2 separate regions of the Mus musculus genome follow, and region 1 is linked to region 2. A link is a contact called in public Hi-C data. All regions are on one chromosome and are shown on one strand. The core of a region is the stretch at or near the end of the contact, and the rest is flanking DNA. Distances in the headings are between cores, read along the strand shown.

Region 1 (7,771 bases), core at 4,023-6,522, 530 kb before region 2:
ATTGCTTGTGAATTACTGCTACTAAACACCTGCTCAGATTTCAGTGGGCAGTACATAAAGCTGGGACTGTGCACAGGCAGAAGAGTTACTTCTGTATGGTATTGTCAGAGACGTACATACAGACAAAATCTTCATAAAAGAACGGAGAGAGCCTCTGGTGTTTCTTACCTAATGCTGAACTTTTATCGAAGAATTTTTCTTTCCAACTTGCTATTTCAAATAAATGTTAGCCATACAGTGTCTTCTCTTCCCCTTCAGGATATGCAAACCACAGAATTCCGATGACTCATCCCAAAATAGCTTATGATGTGCCAGGGGCGGAAGGGCACGCTGTGGGGTTCTTTAAGACTTCCTGCCAAACTGAAAAATAAAATAATTGAGACACTGAGCATATGAAGATATTTGGGGCTAATTGCGAGGAATAATGAGAATCTAATCCTTTGTAGATCTCAGCTTAGCAACAGCTTGCCTAACATGTCCAGTTGCATCCTGTTTGCTATACATGTGACTCCTCAAAATAATAATAATCCAACACTAACAACAAAATGCTTCCCTCGTCGAAACGGCTACCATTTGTACAATTTTAGACTTTTTGGAAGAACCGTAACGAAAAGAAATTATGAAATAGACATACTGTTGTGTATGTCTTTAAAATAAGTAGCCAGGATCTAATGTATGGAGTTACAAATCTGCATAAACCACTGTACTGGCTAGTTTTTATATCATCTTGATAACAACTGGAGTCATTGGGAAGGAGGAAACCTTGGTTAAGAAAGTACTCCAACCACACTGACCTGTGTGCATTTTCCTGTTTGAGATTGGTGTAGGAGCTCACTGTGGGTGGTACAATCCCTGGGCAAAGGGTGTATGTGGTGGGGATGGGAGGGAATGGACCGATATTCTGGTACTCTAAGAGAGTAGCGTAAGCAAGCCAGTAAGCAGCACGCTACTATGGCCTCTGCATCAATCCTTACTCCGACTGCCTGGGTTGTATATTACCAGTTGTAAACTGAATCAAACTCTTTCCTTGTTGCTTGTGGACATAGTGTCTCATCACAGCAATAGAAAACGAAAAGGCAGCGAATCCATTCACAAAACAACTGTGCTGGCTTCCCAAGCCCCAAGGTCCTGGCTTCCCATATGCAACTTAACGGTGGTAGTAATATTATCTGGGCCTAGGAACTTTAAAAGGATTGGATTCGAAGGGTCTGCAACAAAAGGATGCTGTTCAAAAACTGAACCCTCTGGTGTAGTCTCACCGACGATAACTCTGGAGGCTAAAGCCATTGAGTCGGCCTGGAGTGGTCGCCTTCCTACAAGCTCAGCGCTGGAGCAGACTGTTGTATTGCTGTAGCTTCAAACACAGGCTCCAGAGTCAATCAGAGCAAACTGCAGTGCCACTGTCCGACTTCTCATCTGCACAGCCACCAGAAAGTCACCTAGACTTTCATCCTCAATTTTTAGCTGAAATAAAAGATAATAAGTAATAACAATGATTAAAAATAATAATGCCTTCTTAGACGGTCATGGCACCTTAAATGCAATAATCTGCTGCAAAGACAAGTCAGTAAATAGTTCTGCCATGCAATAAAACTGGAAGGTTCTGGTTTCTGCAAAAAAAATATTAAAGCAAAATACATGTCAACAATGCCAGGTTTTACAATCCTTATCCCTGAAAGCAGCCTAACTTAGAAAATAAACAACTGAAAAGTTTGTTTGATGTAGTTTACATGGGATCAAAATATTTGTGCAGATCTTTCCAGATCAAGATATAGGTCTTCTTGAAACAAATTTATTTGCCATGTTTCCTTTTTTCTTATAGAGGAAGGATAGAAGCAAACAACTTAAAAATATTTCAAACAACCACTCTGTTCTCAAAAGCCACTTGGAGCTTGAAAAGACTGTCCACACTGAGGAAACCTGGGAGCAGGCAAGGTCATCCTTCCCAGGGAAGAGGACTCCAGCTGGTTGTTCAGTGTCAAATAAATGGTCAGCCCTGAAAGCATGCATACATGTAACAATCTGTGTACACTGAACAGGTTATATTTATAAATATATGTATATATGAATACATATATGCATGCATCACCGTCAGTAGAAAAGGAGGCCATGGATTTGAATAAGAGCTTTGGGAGAAATATGGGAGGGTTAGGACAGAGGAAAGAGAAAGGAGAAGCAATATAATTAATTGAAAATTTAAAAAACAAAAAAGACTCCAAATAAGCAGATCCTTGGCATTTATCCATCTCGCTTCAGGGTCTGCGTCCAGATCCCAGGCCATCTGCAGTGAAGATGCCACACCTCTGCCATGTATAAACTGAGTATAATAATGCTACCTTATAATACACTAGATGGAAATAGTATGGTTTGAATAAAATATAAGTTACCCTTCTCATTTTAATTTTATTTTAAAATTTATAACACTTTGACTAATTCATGCAAAATTCTGAAACAGATATCTGAAGAGAAACAAAAATTCTTTCTTTCTTCCTTCTTCCTCCCTTCCTTCCTTCCTTCCTTCCTTCCTTTCTTTCTTTCTTTCTTTCTTTCTTTCTTTCTTTCTTTCTTTCTTTCTTTCATACCCAAAGATATAGAGAATGTCAAGAAGTAATGAACGCAAAACTTTCAAATCGTGGAGAAACACTATATTATCATGTCTTAACAAGAGGTTTTTTTAATTTATTTACTTTTTTATTAGATAATTTCTTTATATACATTCCAAATGCTATCCCGAAAGTTGCCTATACCCTCCCTCTGCCCTGCTCCCCTACCCACCCATTCCCCCTTCTTGGCCCTGGCATTCCCCTGTACTGGGGCATATAAAGTTTGCAATACCAAGGAGCCTCTCTTCCCAGTGATGGCCGACCAGGCCATCTTCTGCTGCATATGCAACTAGAGATATGAGCTCTGGGGGTACTGGTTAGTTCATATTGTTGTTCTACTTATAGGGTTGCAGGCCCCTTCAGCTCCTTGGGTACTTTCTCTAGCTTCACAGGACTATATACTAAGTAAGTTCATGTGTTAAAAATAGAACCAAATATTTCATTCAGTATTCATTCTATCTGATCCTCAGTTGACATGACTCTGCTCCTATTCCCATCCAATTAGTACTTAATTTGAAGATCACTGAACTGATCTAGCCACAGCCATCAATAGCTTCCTAGAGTTAGACGTCTGTGTCATCACCATCCTGCAGAGGCTGAAATGATAACAACAGTATGAAGGTGTTAACCTATGATGTTGTTCCTAGCACAGTATTAAAATTGGAAATAGATCTATCTGAAGACCCAGCTATACCACTCTTAGGCACATACCCAAAAGCATGTCCCATCATGCCACAAGGGCATGTGTTTCACTATGTTCATAGCAGCCTTATTCATGATAACCAGAAGCTGGAAACAACCCACATGCCCCACAACAGAACAATAGGTACAGAAAATGTGGTTAATTTACACAATGAAATACTACTCAGCTATTAAGAACAAGGACATCATGAGTTTTGCAGGCAAATGAATGGAACTAGAAAATATCATTCTGAGTGAGGTATCTCAGACCCAAAAGACATGCATGGTATGTACTCACTAATAAGTAGATATTAGTCAAAAAAAAGTACAGAATACCTAGGACACAATCCAGAGAACTCAAGAAAGTTAACAAGCCAAAGGGCCCAAGTGAAGATGCTTCAATCCCACTTGGGAGGGAGAAGAAAACAGAAGGCAGAGGGAGGGAGGGAACTGGGCAGGAGTGGGGACAGGGGAAAGAAGAAACATGATCAGGTATTGGTGCTGGGGACCAGGAGTGAAGCCTCAAGGATCAGCAGAATGAAAGGAAACATAGTCTACCTCCAATAGAAAGACAGGGGCATCGGGTGGAGAGATGGGGTTGCCATCTCACAGTCAGAAACTCTGACCCGGGGTTGTTCTTGTCTGGGAGAACTGCAGGGTCAAAAATGGAGAGGAGACTGGGGGAAAGGAGGTTCAGTGACTGGCCCAAATTGGGATCCATCTCAAGGGGAGGCTCCAGGGCCTGACACTATTACTGATGCTGTGATGTGCTTACAGACAGGAGCCTAGCATGGCTGTCCTCTGAGAGGCCCAACAAGCAGCTGGCTGAGACAGAGGCAGATACTCGCACCCAACCAACGGTCAGAAGCGGGGGCCCCTGTGGTTGAACTCGGGGAGAGGCTGGATAAGGTTGAGGAGGGTGATCCCATGGGAGGACCAGCAGTCTCATCTAACCTGGACCCCTGAGATCTCTCAGTCACTGAGCCACCAACCAGGCAGCCACTCTAAAGACCACCCCTCCGCCCCCCCCCCAACATATATGCAGCAGAGGGCTGCCTGGTCTGGCCTCCGTGAGAGAAGACACATCTAGCCCTTGAGAGACTTGGGGCTCCAAAAAGTGGGGAGGTGTGGTGGGGTGTGGAGGGTGGGGACATCCTCTTGGAGATGGTGGGGGAGGAATGGGATGAAGAAGTGTTGGAGGGCGGAACAGGTCGGGGATAGCGACTGGACTGTGAGGAATGATTAAGGGTAATAATTTTTTAAAAATTTAAAAAATTGATGCCAATTGGCCCCAGGACATTAAATGCCATGTTTCCTGTCCTAAATACAGTTCCTTTGAAAGTGAAAGAAAAAAAAATGCCACATATGCTGTGCTCCATATAAAACAGGAAGAAATATAACATCAAAACAAATGGGAGGTTTTTTGTTTTTTTTTTTTATGATGTCGGGGATAGAAGGAACCTGAGAAAGCCAGGGCCCCTCACAACTCTTCAAACTTCCAGAAGAGAACTTCCTAAACAGGCCTAAGATGGACTCTTTCAGGCAATTCCACAGTCAGATGGTCCCCTCCCAAGCGTGTCACAGCATCTCCACTAAAGATGAGCTGGAGACAACCTCGAGATTCCTGTCTGTTAGCAGAACAGCTGGTGTGTCAGAGCCTCACAGGATACAGACTCATTAGATTAAATAAAGGAAAGAGAAACAAAACAAAACTAAAAAAAAACAACAAAAACAAAACAAGACATACAGATGACATGCCAAACACTTGTAACTTGTTATTTCCAGCCAATGGCACCAAGCTCCTCCAGAGATTACCCCTTTCCCCTTACACTCTAAAACACCTCCTAAAACTATAGCCACTGACACTTGCACAGCCTCTTGTCATTCGGAGGGTTCGGTATCCTCTGACAAAGCTCCACTCCTGGCCACCCCTCTGCCAACACTGCGACATAGGCAGCAGGTTCACTCAGCTCAGAGATAACAGGCAGCAAAGAGCACCAGATGTCATAAATGCATCTGAAATCCGTTGTCTGGCACCGCAGATACAGGAGGGTGCTTCTCACAGAGAGTACACGTTATTTTTTTCTCAAAGGCACTGCTGCATTACGCCTCAGTAAGGCACTGTGTTGTGCTCCGGCTTCATTTAAATGTAACGCACATCTGTCACCACACTGGAAATGTGAATCTAACAAAATTCCCCCGGGATAATAGATGACCAAGGGATCTCAAAGAGGGTTAAACCAAAGGCACACTGGACATGGTAGTATGCAACCTGTTTTATTTTTTTTTCTTGGCATATTCAAACAACACACCTCCCCATCTTCCAGGGTAGGCCCCACATCCTCCTATGCCACCCTGTACCTCCCATGCACTAGGAACAATGATGGCCACGTAGAGTATTTTCTTCCAGACGTAGGTAAAGAAACAAATGAAGAAATAATTACATGAGGAAAGAAAGGAAATGACAAATGAAGAGAGGAGATGCACTGTTTGGCCAATCGGTATTTATTCTATGACTACAACTTTTATGGTTATTTTGTGTATAGTCACATCTTGCAACTAACAATAAGCCTATGAAGTTTGACTCTGTACAATGACAATGCCTTGGCTAAATTTAGCCCCAGTAGTCAGATGAATTTAAAAAAACTTCCACACATATTGAAATATTTCTGAGTTGTTGAAGATTAAAAAAAAATCAGATTTTCAACTAAGGAACCTTGATAATGGGAAAATAGTCTTCCCCAGGGAAGGGCACACTAATTATCCAATAACCAATTATTGCTTATGTAACACGAAGTGGTCAGCCCTGAACGCATACGTACAAGTAATATTAATCAGGTTGAGCAGTTGTACATATATATTTAGGAATATATATGTGTGTGTGTGTGTGTGTGTGTGTGTGTGTGTGTGTGTGTACACACACCAATCATGAATAAAAAAGACATCATGAATCTGAGAAAGAGCAAGCAAGGGTTTATGGGAAGCTTTGAAGGAAGGAAAGGGAAGGGGGAAATGATGTAATTAATTATATTATAATCTCAAAAAATATAAGAACTAATTTTGCAGCATTAGGTTTGTAGGAGTTGCAAACAACTCATAATGAAAGATGAGAGATACTTTTGAAATGTTAAGAGAGAATTCTTGGGAAGTTAACACACATAAATAAGTGCGTAAATGAGCAAGAGAAAAAGCCAAAGCAGGTGGGCAGGTATAAACTGCTGGGGCTGGAACAGAAAAGAGACGAGAGAAGTTCCGGGGGGAAATGTGTCTATATGATGAAGTACCTCAGTTAGTCCTAGGAGGGCTCAGAATGAGGGGCCTGACCTGAGATGGCCTGCTCTTGAGAGAAAGCACTGATAATGTGTAGTAATCAATTGGCACATGCGCAGGAAGACAGGAAAAGAATGAAGAAAAAGAAAAACCTTGAGGGGCCAGCAAGGCCAGCTGGGGAAAACCAGCAAAAATACGGGCAGCAGAGTAGAAAGACAAATGTGTGGAGCCAGCGCTTTATGCCTCTAAGGCCATTTGCACTTAGCAGTCCTAACAAACCAAACGTGTTAATCATTTCCTTATGCTTCCCTGTGGATTTTACCACCTCCTTGCTTGCTGTCTGCTCACTGCAGGTGCTTACAAAACACTTGCCGATTGAAAGGGGGAGGGGGATGAGAGAAACTGATGGAGATTTTTTGTGCAGCTTAGGTGAACCCCTGTGCAGGCTTCTTTAAGGGACCCAGTAGACCTGTGTATTGTGTTGAGCTCATTTTGTAGTAGCCCAAGCAAAGAAATTCAGTAAGATTGGCTTCCCAGCCTGGACAAAGCTGACTGCTTAGCTTTCTCTGCAAGTGTAGTTGTTTGACTTATAAACAGATTGCCCTCTGCTTTGCTTCATGGTCTGCTGCACGGCAGAAGAAATGTCTGAGATTGCATTTCTGTTGTGACTCATCTCAACAAGGAACACTGCAAGACAGACACCAGACACCTCGCAATCCCCAGAAAAATGAGCAAGGAGCCCATCAGGCCATGGTACAGAGTAGAAATGCAGGAACTTCATAATGAGGCTGGTTTTTTTTTAAAAAAAAATTAATAAAATGAAAAAGAAGAAGGAGGGAAGAGAGGAGAGGAGGAGGATGAAGAAGGAGGAGAGGAGAAGAAGAGAAACACACCTAGCAGTGTAGAAGAGGGGGTAGTAAATGACAGGACAGTGTGGGTCCATTTCAGAGAACTTTTCTCTTAAAAGACTGTTTATAATGGCAATGTATATAAATTCTTTTTATTTTTTCTTTTTATTTTTCCTGGAGCAAGTTAAAAAGGTACCACTCTCTCCAAAGAGGGGTATTCCTAATTCGTCAACGTGATGGCATGTCGCATAACCTCAAAATACACCATTACTCATTTATGTGGTAGCATAAAAATTCACTCATTTATTGATCAAACCAAAAGGCTGCTTACTTTCTCCTCTCTTCATCTCTGATGAGCTATGTCATAGG
Region 2 (7,280 bases), core at 656-3,155:
TGTTTCTAATATGAATCATGATTTCTCTCCTGTTCTGTGGTCCTTAAGTCTAACTAGAGAATTGTTGGTTACCACCAACATCTGGGTGCCACTATTGCACCTTAACAGACATCTTGCCATGCTGGTCATTATTGTAGTTCATAGGTATCACAGCTGTATGGGAATATTAATTGGTTTCCTCTCTTGACAGTTTGCCAAGTATTTTATGGTACTATGCAAGTTAGGCCACAGGAAGAAGGCTTTCAGGTTCAATCCAACTCAGATAATCAAAGTCTTTAGTATTCTGGGTCGTTAGCTATAGAGGCATAGCTTCACCCTCTGAGGGGCAGCCAAGTACAACAGCAACAGCTTATATTGTTTGGGGAATCACTTAGACTACACTGACCAACCACTTGAAAAAAATTTCTTGTGTCTGGTATTGGGTTGTTGTTGTTGTTAGTTAGTCTACTGGCTGATTTCATATATTTTTTAGATCTGATTTTTTTCATTAAATCAATACAACTTACTCAGATACTTTTTAAATTATTATTTTAATTTAGTGCATCTTTTCAAATAAATTATGTCTGAAAAGATACCAATCTGATACCAGATATATGTTACTATTAATATTTATTTACTTTTTGCAACAATGTGGTTGTTTGAATAAGAATGATCTTTATAAGTTTATATATTTGAATGCTAGGTCCCTAGTTGGGAAGGTCTGGCCTTCTTGATATCACTGGAGGTGGGAGTTTAGGTTTCAAAAGCCCACAACAGGCCGAGTTTCTCTCTCTCTTCCTCCAACTTGCAGATAAAAATCTAGGCATTCAGCTATTACTATAGTGCCTGTCTACTCCCATGCTCCCTGGCAAGATGGTCATGAACTTACCCTATAAAACTGTAAGCAAGCTCCGTCCCCAATTAAATGCTTCTCTTTATAAGTTGTCTTGGTCACGTGTTCTTTCACAGCAATAGAAAAGTAACTAAGACACAGGTCTCACTTGCAGTGTTGCCCAGGCTAGTCTCAGAATCGTGTTGATCCTCCTGCCATAGCCTCCTATGTGCTGGGATTACAGTTATAAACTATCACACTCACTCTGTATACACGTCCACATTTGATTCAGGCCCCTTTAAAGATGCAGAGAAGAGGACGACCACAGAAGAGAGAGTACGAGGCTACATCATCTATGCACAGTACTTGTCCAGACAGCTCCAATGATAACAGCTGAAGTTCACTTTCAGGGGAGTCACGGCTGTGGTTTATTAGCCATGTCCTCGGCAGATGAGGCAATTCGGGAGCTACTCAGCTGCTAGTCATGTTCTATTGCATGTGATCTGACATTGCAAAGAGAAGGTCTTATACATTACCATGAATTGCCACAAATGCACTCTTTCAGGTAAAGGTTTTGTGGTGGTTTGAATGACAATTGTCCCCAAAGGCTTATGTATTTGAATACTTGATCCATCATTGGAGAGTTTGTGGAAACTTCAGGAGGTGCAGACTTGCTGGAAGAAGTAGGTGAACTTTGATAGATTATACCATTATCTCACTTCCTGTTCTTTATCTACTACTTGTGTGTGGATGAAGGGTGATCTGCCAACTTCTTTGTCCTGACACCTACTGCCCTGCTTTCCTCATCATTATGTATTCCCACCCTCTGAAACCACAAGCCAGAATAAACTCATTTTCTGTGAGTTGCTTTTGGTCATGGTATTTTATTACAACAACAGAAAAGCAACTAATACAGGTTCCATCTACTTGTCTAATGATAGCGCCAAGTTACTGTTACTAATAATTAACACATTACCTCAAATTTTAACATCATAAAGCAATAGCTCTTTTATTGTGTTCATGGACCTGGGGTCAGATATTCAGGCAGAGCACAGAGAAAACAGCTTATCTCTGCCCCCAGGCAAACGCAACTCAACTGAAGATAGTGATTGGCTCAGTTGGTGCCTTGGCTAGTCTTCTGGTAGGGCTTTCAGTTCTTCTGTGTGTCTACTGTGACTAAATTAATATATCTGGCTCTGGGGTAGATATCAGAAAAAATTAGTTCCCTCTCTCTCCTCCCCCTTCCCTTCCCTTCCCTTCCCTTCCCTTCCCTTCCCTTCCCTTCCCTTCCCTTCCCTTCCCTTCCCTTCCCTTCCCTTCCCTCCCCTCCCCTCCCCTCTCCTCTCTTCTCCTCTCCTCTCTTCCCCTCTTCTTTCCTCTTCTCTCTCCATATAAATTACGTGGTTAGCTTGGGATTCCTTACACTATGGCAATCCTAGGTCAGTCATATTTTCCACTGTGGCTTGCTTCCCAGTATTCTAATAGTGTATAGTTACCCAGGGCCAGACTGAATTTTACTTGGCAAGGGTAACATTAGTAGTTAAATTTTTTGGAGACCTTTTATCACACAGTATTTTCTCAATCAATCTTATTTTTTATCTCAGTGATCTCAGTTGACCCTTGCTGTGAAGGTCTGAAGTGTGGGAATGCTTACCATTGAAAGCAGAACATGAAAGAGGGTTGCATAGTCTTGAAAGTCAAGAGATTCCTTTCTACTTGTAACTCCAGATTTGGGAGTGATTTTATTAGAAGGATATTATCATAGTTAGAATTCCAAGGCATGGAACAAAAGGGAGATACAAATAGTTGGTCATGAGACATGGACAGTATTGAGCAGAAAAGGTCAAATCTCATAGAAAGCCTAAGAAAAAGAAAACACATTGATGCCCATGCAGGGCTAGTGTTTCAGGATGTCCCTTCTGATGATACTAAAATACAGGTGCTCAAATACCTTGTGTAAAATTGTGTAGCATTTACCTATAACTCACTCACTTTCTCTTGTATACTTTAGATCATCTCTAGGTTACTTAAAATGCTTGATACAGTGCAAGACTTGGTCAAAACAACTATATTGTTTAGGGAAAAATGACGAGTTCAAAAAGTCTGCACATGTTCATTGAAGACTGAAGAGCTCTTAGAGTGTTGAGTCACAATTAGTCGAATCTGCGCACAGGTAGAACTTGTGAATAGAGGGCCAATTAATCCTAGCACTTAGGAGACTGAAGGAAGGAGATCTCAAGTCTGACACCACCAGCCTGGGCTGCATAGTAAGACTGTTTTAAAACACACACAGTTGTTGACCTTTTGAGTTCTGTGGACTGCATCTTGGGTATTCTGTCCTTTTGTGAGGGCTAATATCCACTTATAAGTGAGTACATACCATGCATGTCCTTTTGGGTCTGAGTTACCTCACTCAGGATGATATTTCAGGGCACCTCAGTCCCATTTGAGAGGGAGAAGAAAGCAATCACAGGTGGGGAGGGAGGGGGGGACCTGGGAGGGAAAATGGACAGGGTTTGGGGGAGGGGGAAGAGGGGAACCTGATCTGGCATTGGGTGAGGTAAAAGGACTGAAGCCCTGAGGCAACCTGGACATAGGAGGTTGGAGGGACCCTCCAGAATGCATGAGAGCCCTGGGAGGTGAGAAACTCTTGGGACTCAAAGGAAGGGACCTTAGATGAAATGCCCAACATTAGGGAGAGGGAACTTCTAGAGCCCACCTCCAGTAGGAAGACAAAGCATCATATGAGGAAGGGGGTTGCCGTCCCACAGTCAAAACTCTGACCCATAATTGTTCCTGTCTGAAAGAACTACAGGGATGGAAATAGAGGAGCCTGAGGAAAAGAAGGTCCAGCAACAGGCCCAAAGTGGGATCCATCTCAAGAGGGAGGCTCCAAGGCCTGATATTATTACTGAGGCTATGAGTGCTCACAAAAATGGACCTAGCATGACTGTACTCCAGAAGACCCAACAAGCAGCTTAAAGAGTCAGATGCAGATATTTGCACCCAGCCAAAGGACAGAAGCTACTGAACCCTTTGGGTGAAACAGAGAAAGGCTGAAAGAAGCAGAGGAGGAGGGCAACCCTATAGGATGACCAGCAGTCTCAATTAATCTGGACCTCCGAGATCTCTCAAATACTGGACCACCAACCAGCCAGCATACACTAGCTGATGATATGAGGCCCCCCAGCACATATACAGCAAAGGACTGCTGGGTCTGGGTTTAGTCAGAGAAGATGCACTTAACCATCAAGAGACCAGGGAGTTAAGAGGTCAGGTGGGATGGAGGGTGGAGACATCCTTGTGGAGACAGGAGGTGGGGAGGAGGTATGGGATGTGGAACAGTGGACTGGTGTGTGTGTGTGGGGGGGAGAATAATATCTGGAATGAAAAGAAACAGTGTGAGAGGGAGAGAGACCGATTATCATTAAGTCTATGAGCCTGGCTCATAAAGGGGCTTATTTTCACAGAATTCTTATGCAAGTCACAGGGAAAGGGTTTTAAAGAAAACTCAGCAGAACACAGAATCAGGAAAGGATAACATTATTTATGGGAAGGCCCACAAAACCTAAACCTCTTGCCTAAATACATAGACAATTTGAAAGGCCAGGACATAAGACCAGCTTTGTAGCTGGAAGTAGTGGCCTTTTGCTGCATCATGAGAAACCATAAACTGTACAAGGTAAACTATATTAGTCACCATCTTGGCTAGAAATGAAAATGTCTTTGGGCTCAGACAGACAGAAAAGGCAGGTATCAGAAGAAATGACAGTTGGAGACCTCACCTCTGACTACATTATTAAAGAGAGTCACAGTCCAGTTGGAGCCAGAGCTGCAAGTTATAGCAGCTAGTACCGGTGTGTTGGCCTCTGAAGTTTCATGGCTGGCAGTTTGTTTTACCATGGCTGTTCTTATTATATTCTCAGTGTTACTAAATAAAACAGAGATGTCCTGAAATAGCAAGTGTCTGATATGCACTTTTTTTTTTACCTGCACTGACCTCATTTCCCACTCATTCTATTTGTGGCTCCAGATGGAATCTGTCAATCTCATTGCAAACATGTAGTGGTTTGAGGTAAAGTTACTAAGAGATGGAAGTGCCTGCCAAGCCCTGAATACTGGTCAGTATTGTTCATGCTCTCCAGAGAAAAAAGTTCTGGAAGCAGGAGTTGGGGGTTGCAGTGGGTCGAGGAGGAATTGGAGGAGAGAGACTGAAGGATGAACTTGATCAAGACACATTACATGCATGTGTGAAAATCTCTATGAAAAACAGAGGCGAGAACCAAGGTGTACAGAGAGGAGAGGAGCTGGCAGAAGCCTGGAACTTATTCCAGTGTCTACAGTAGCAATGCTAGTGTCTAATTGCTTTGTAAAGGGATTAGGAAATATGGTAGCATGAAAGTCAATATTGCATCAGCATGCTTTGAGGCCATGGTTACAGCATGATAAATTCAGCAAGAACTTCATTTTTAGACTTCTATGCACAGGGACTTTTGATGAATTCCCTGAACAACATCCTTAAGAGGAGACAAGGCTTTTATATGTATAGTGTAGTAAGTGATTCTCTGAAGACCATAAAGGGAAACTAGCAATTGCAGTGGAGCAGAGGGGACAGCATAGGCTTAGAGGCTTTGGAGTTTAATCTGAAGAAGGGAAAGAGTACTTATTGATTTGCTTAATGAAACCAGCAGGGAAATTTAAGCAGAAAGTTATATATAATTTGGAAGTACATGGCTTTACTGAAAATAAGATTGAGGTTATTAAGTGTATGGTTATTCTGTACTGGAAGAAAGAATGAAAGAAAGAAAGAAAGAAAGAAAGAAAGAAAGAAAGAAAGAAAGAAAGAAAGGAAGGAAGGAAGGAAGGAAGGAAGGAAGGAAGAAAGAAAGAAAGAAAGAAAGAAAGAAAGAAAGAAAGAAAGAAAGAAAGAAAGAAAGAAAGAAAGAAAGAAAGAGAATCCCAGGATCTAAGTTAAATCAAGAAGGCAACTGGTAGGATAATGTCCTAAAAACCAAAATGGGCTAAAATCAAGTCTTCTATACTTGTCTCCTGATGACCAAATGCTCATCTCTGTTTAGAGGTGAGAAAGACACTGACAAGCATTAAACCATCTTTGTCAAAACCTATGTGTAGTTGTGTGGTAGCCAAGGTTGTGCACATATCTGCATCAATCAACCCCATATGATCTTTCTCATTTATAATGGGGACTTTTGAATTCAGAAAACATAAACTAATGCATTATTCACATGTATTCACAACATCAACATGAGGTAGGAAAGGGCAATTTTTGAAAATATTAATACATTTTAATGACAATAAAAAGTATATTAGAATCCTTTATGTGGGGAAAGATGCAGCATGGTGAGGATGAGTAAGACCCTCACATTTTCCTTCTCCTTCCCTATACAAGCTATTGCTATTTCAAACATTAAAATGTTATTCATGCAGTGCTCACATGGGAAAGAGAGGACTGAGTTCCGGTGATTTATGCCCTTCCCTTGGTGTAGGACTGTTGCTGCAAAGAGGATGTGTGGCAATGCACTGCATGTTCCAGCATCTCTGCCTAAATAGAGCATTGCATGTAATCATTTCTAGACCATGGTCATTAAAAAGCAAATGTGCCTTCTTTATTGGTATTCTTTCTTTCCTTTCAACTAGATATCAGGAGCCCAGGTGACCTCAGAAGCTATGTGTTAGAGACAACATGGTCACTACCAGCCTACCACTCCATACAAATGCCATAGTCGTATCACCATCCAGTATTCAAGCGCCATCACAAATAGCATTAAAACATGAAGACCAGCACTGAGGGATGGGAAGATGGGTGGGTGGGTAAAGAACTCAGGGTGCCCATCTAGAGACTGCCATATCCAGGGATCCACCCCATAATCAGCTTCCAAACGCTGACACCATTGCATACACTAGCAAGATTTTGTTGAAAGGACCCAGATGTAGCTGTCTCTTGTGAGACTATGCCGGGGCCTAGCAAACACAGAAGTGGATGCTCACAGTCAGCTATTGGATGGATCACAGGGCTCCCAATGGAGGAGCTAGAGAAAGTACCCAAGGACCTAAAGGGATCTGCAACCCTATAAGTGGAACAACATTATGAACTAACCAGTACCCCGGAGCTCTTGACTCTAGCTGCATATGTATCAAAAGATGGCCTAGTTGGCCATCACTGGAAAGAGAGGCCCATTGGACACACAAACTGTATATGCCCCAGTACAGGGGAACGCCAGGGCCAAAAAATGGGAATGGGTGGGTAGGGAAGTGGGGGGGAGGGTATGGGGGACTTTTGGGATAGCATTGGAAATGTAATTGAGGAAAATATGTAATAAAAAATATTTAAAAAAAAAAGAAAGAACTCAGGGTGCAAGCAAGAAAACCTGGGTCCAGATGCCTAGTGTCCATTCAAAAGCCAGGCATGGTGGAATGAGCCTATACCACAGTGTTGGACATAGAGACA

What was found. A called contact is a pair of places that touch in the nucleus more often than the background predicts.
Region 1: a Hi-C map of the G1E-ER4 cell line shows a contact between it and region 2, with 5 times the contacts expected there. The contact joins two enhancer-like sites. A contact is called at or near these places in 1 of 484 Hi-C or Micro-C datasets (the G1E-ER4 cell line) and 1 of 115 datasets of contacts at active chromatin or transcription factors (bone marrow-derived macrophages).

What each region holds. Positions count from the first base shown.
Region 1 is chr4:89,507,707-89,515,477 of GRCm38.p6, reverse strand. It overlaps Gm12610 (predicted gene 12610), which reads right to left. Exons shown (of 10, transcript NR_132431.1): 8 at 1,260-1,464; 9 at 169-360. Among named protein-coding and RNA genes, the nearest start is that of Dmrta1, 180 kb to the left of the region's middle. Within about 2 kb of position 5,272, at least 15 of the 459 cell types and tissues checked have an H3K27ac peak or open chromatin away from gene starts, as enhancers often do. A contact at or near this core is called in the G1E-ER4 cell line, where this site is marked.
Region 2 is chr4:88,972,311-88,979,590 of GRCm38.p6, reverse strand. All of the region lies in intron 1 of Gm34568 (predicted gene, 34568), which reads right to left. Among named protein-coding and RNA genes, the nearest start is that of Gm34568, 20 kb to the right of the region's middle. Within about 2 kb of position 1,905, at least 9 of the 459 cell types and tissues checked have an H3K27ac peak or open chromatin away from gene starts, as enhancers often do. A contact at or near this core is called in the G1E-ER4 cell line, where this site is marked.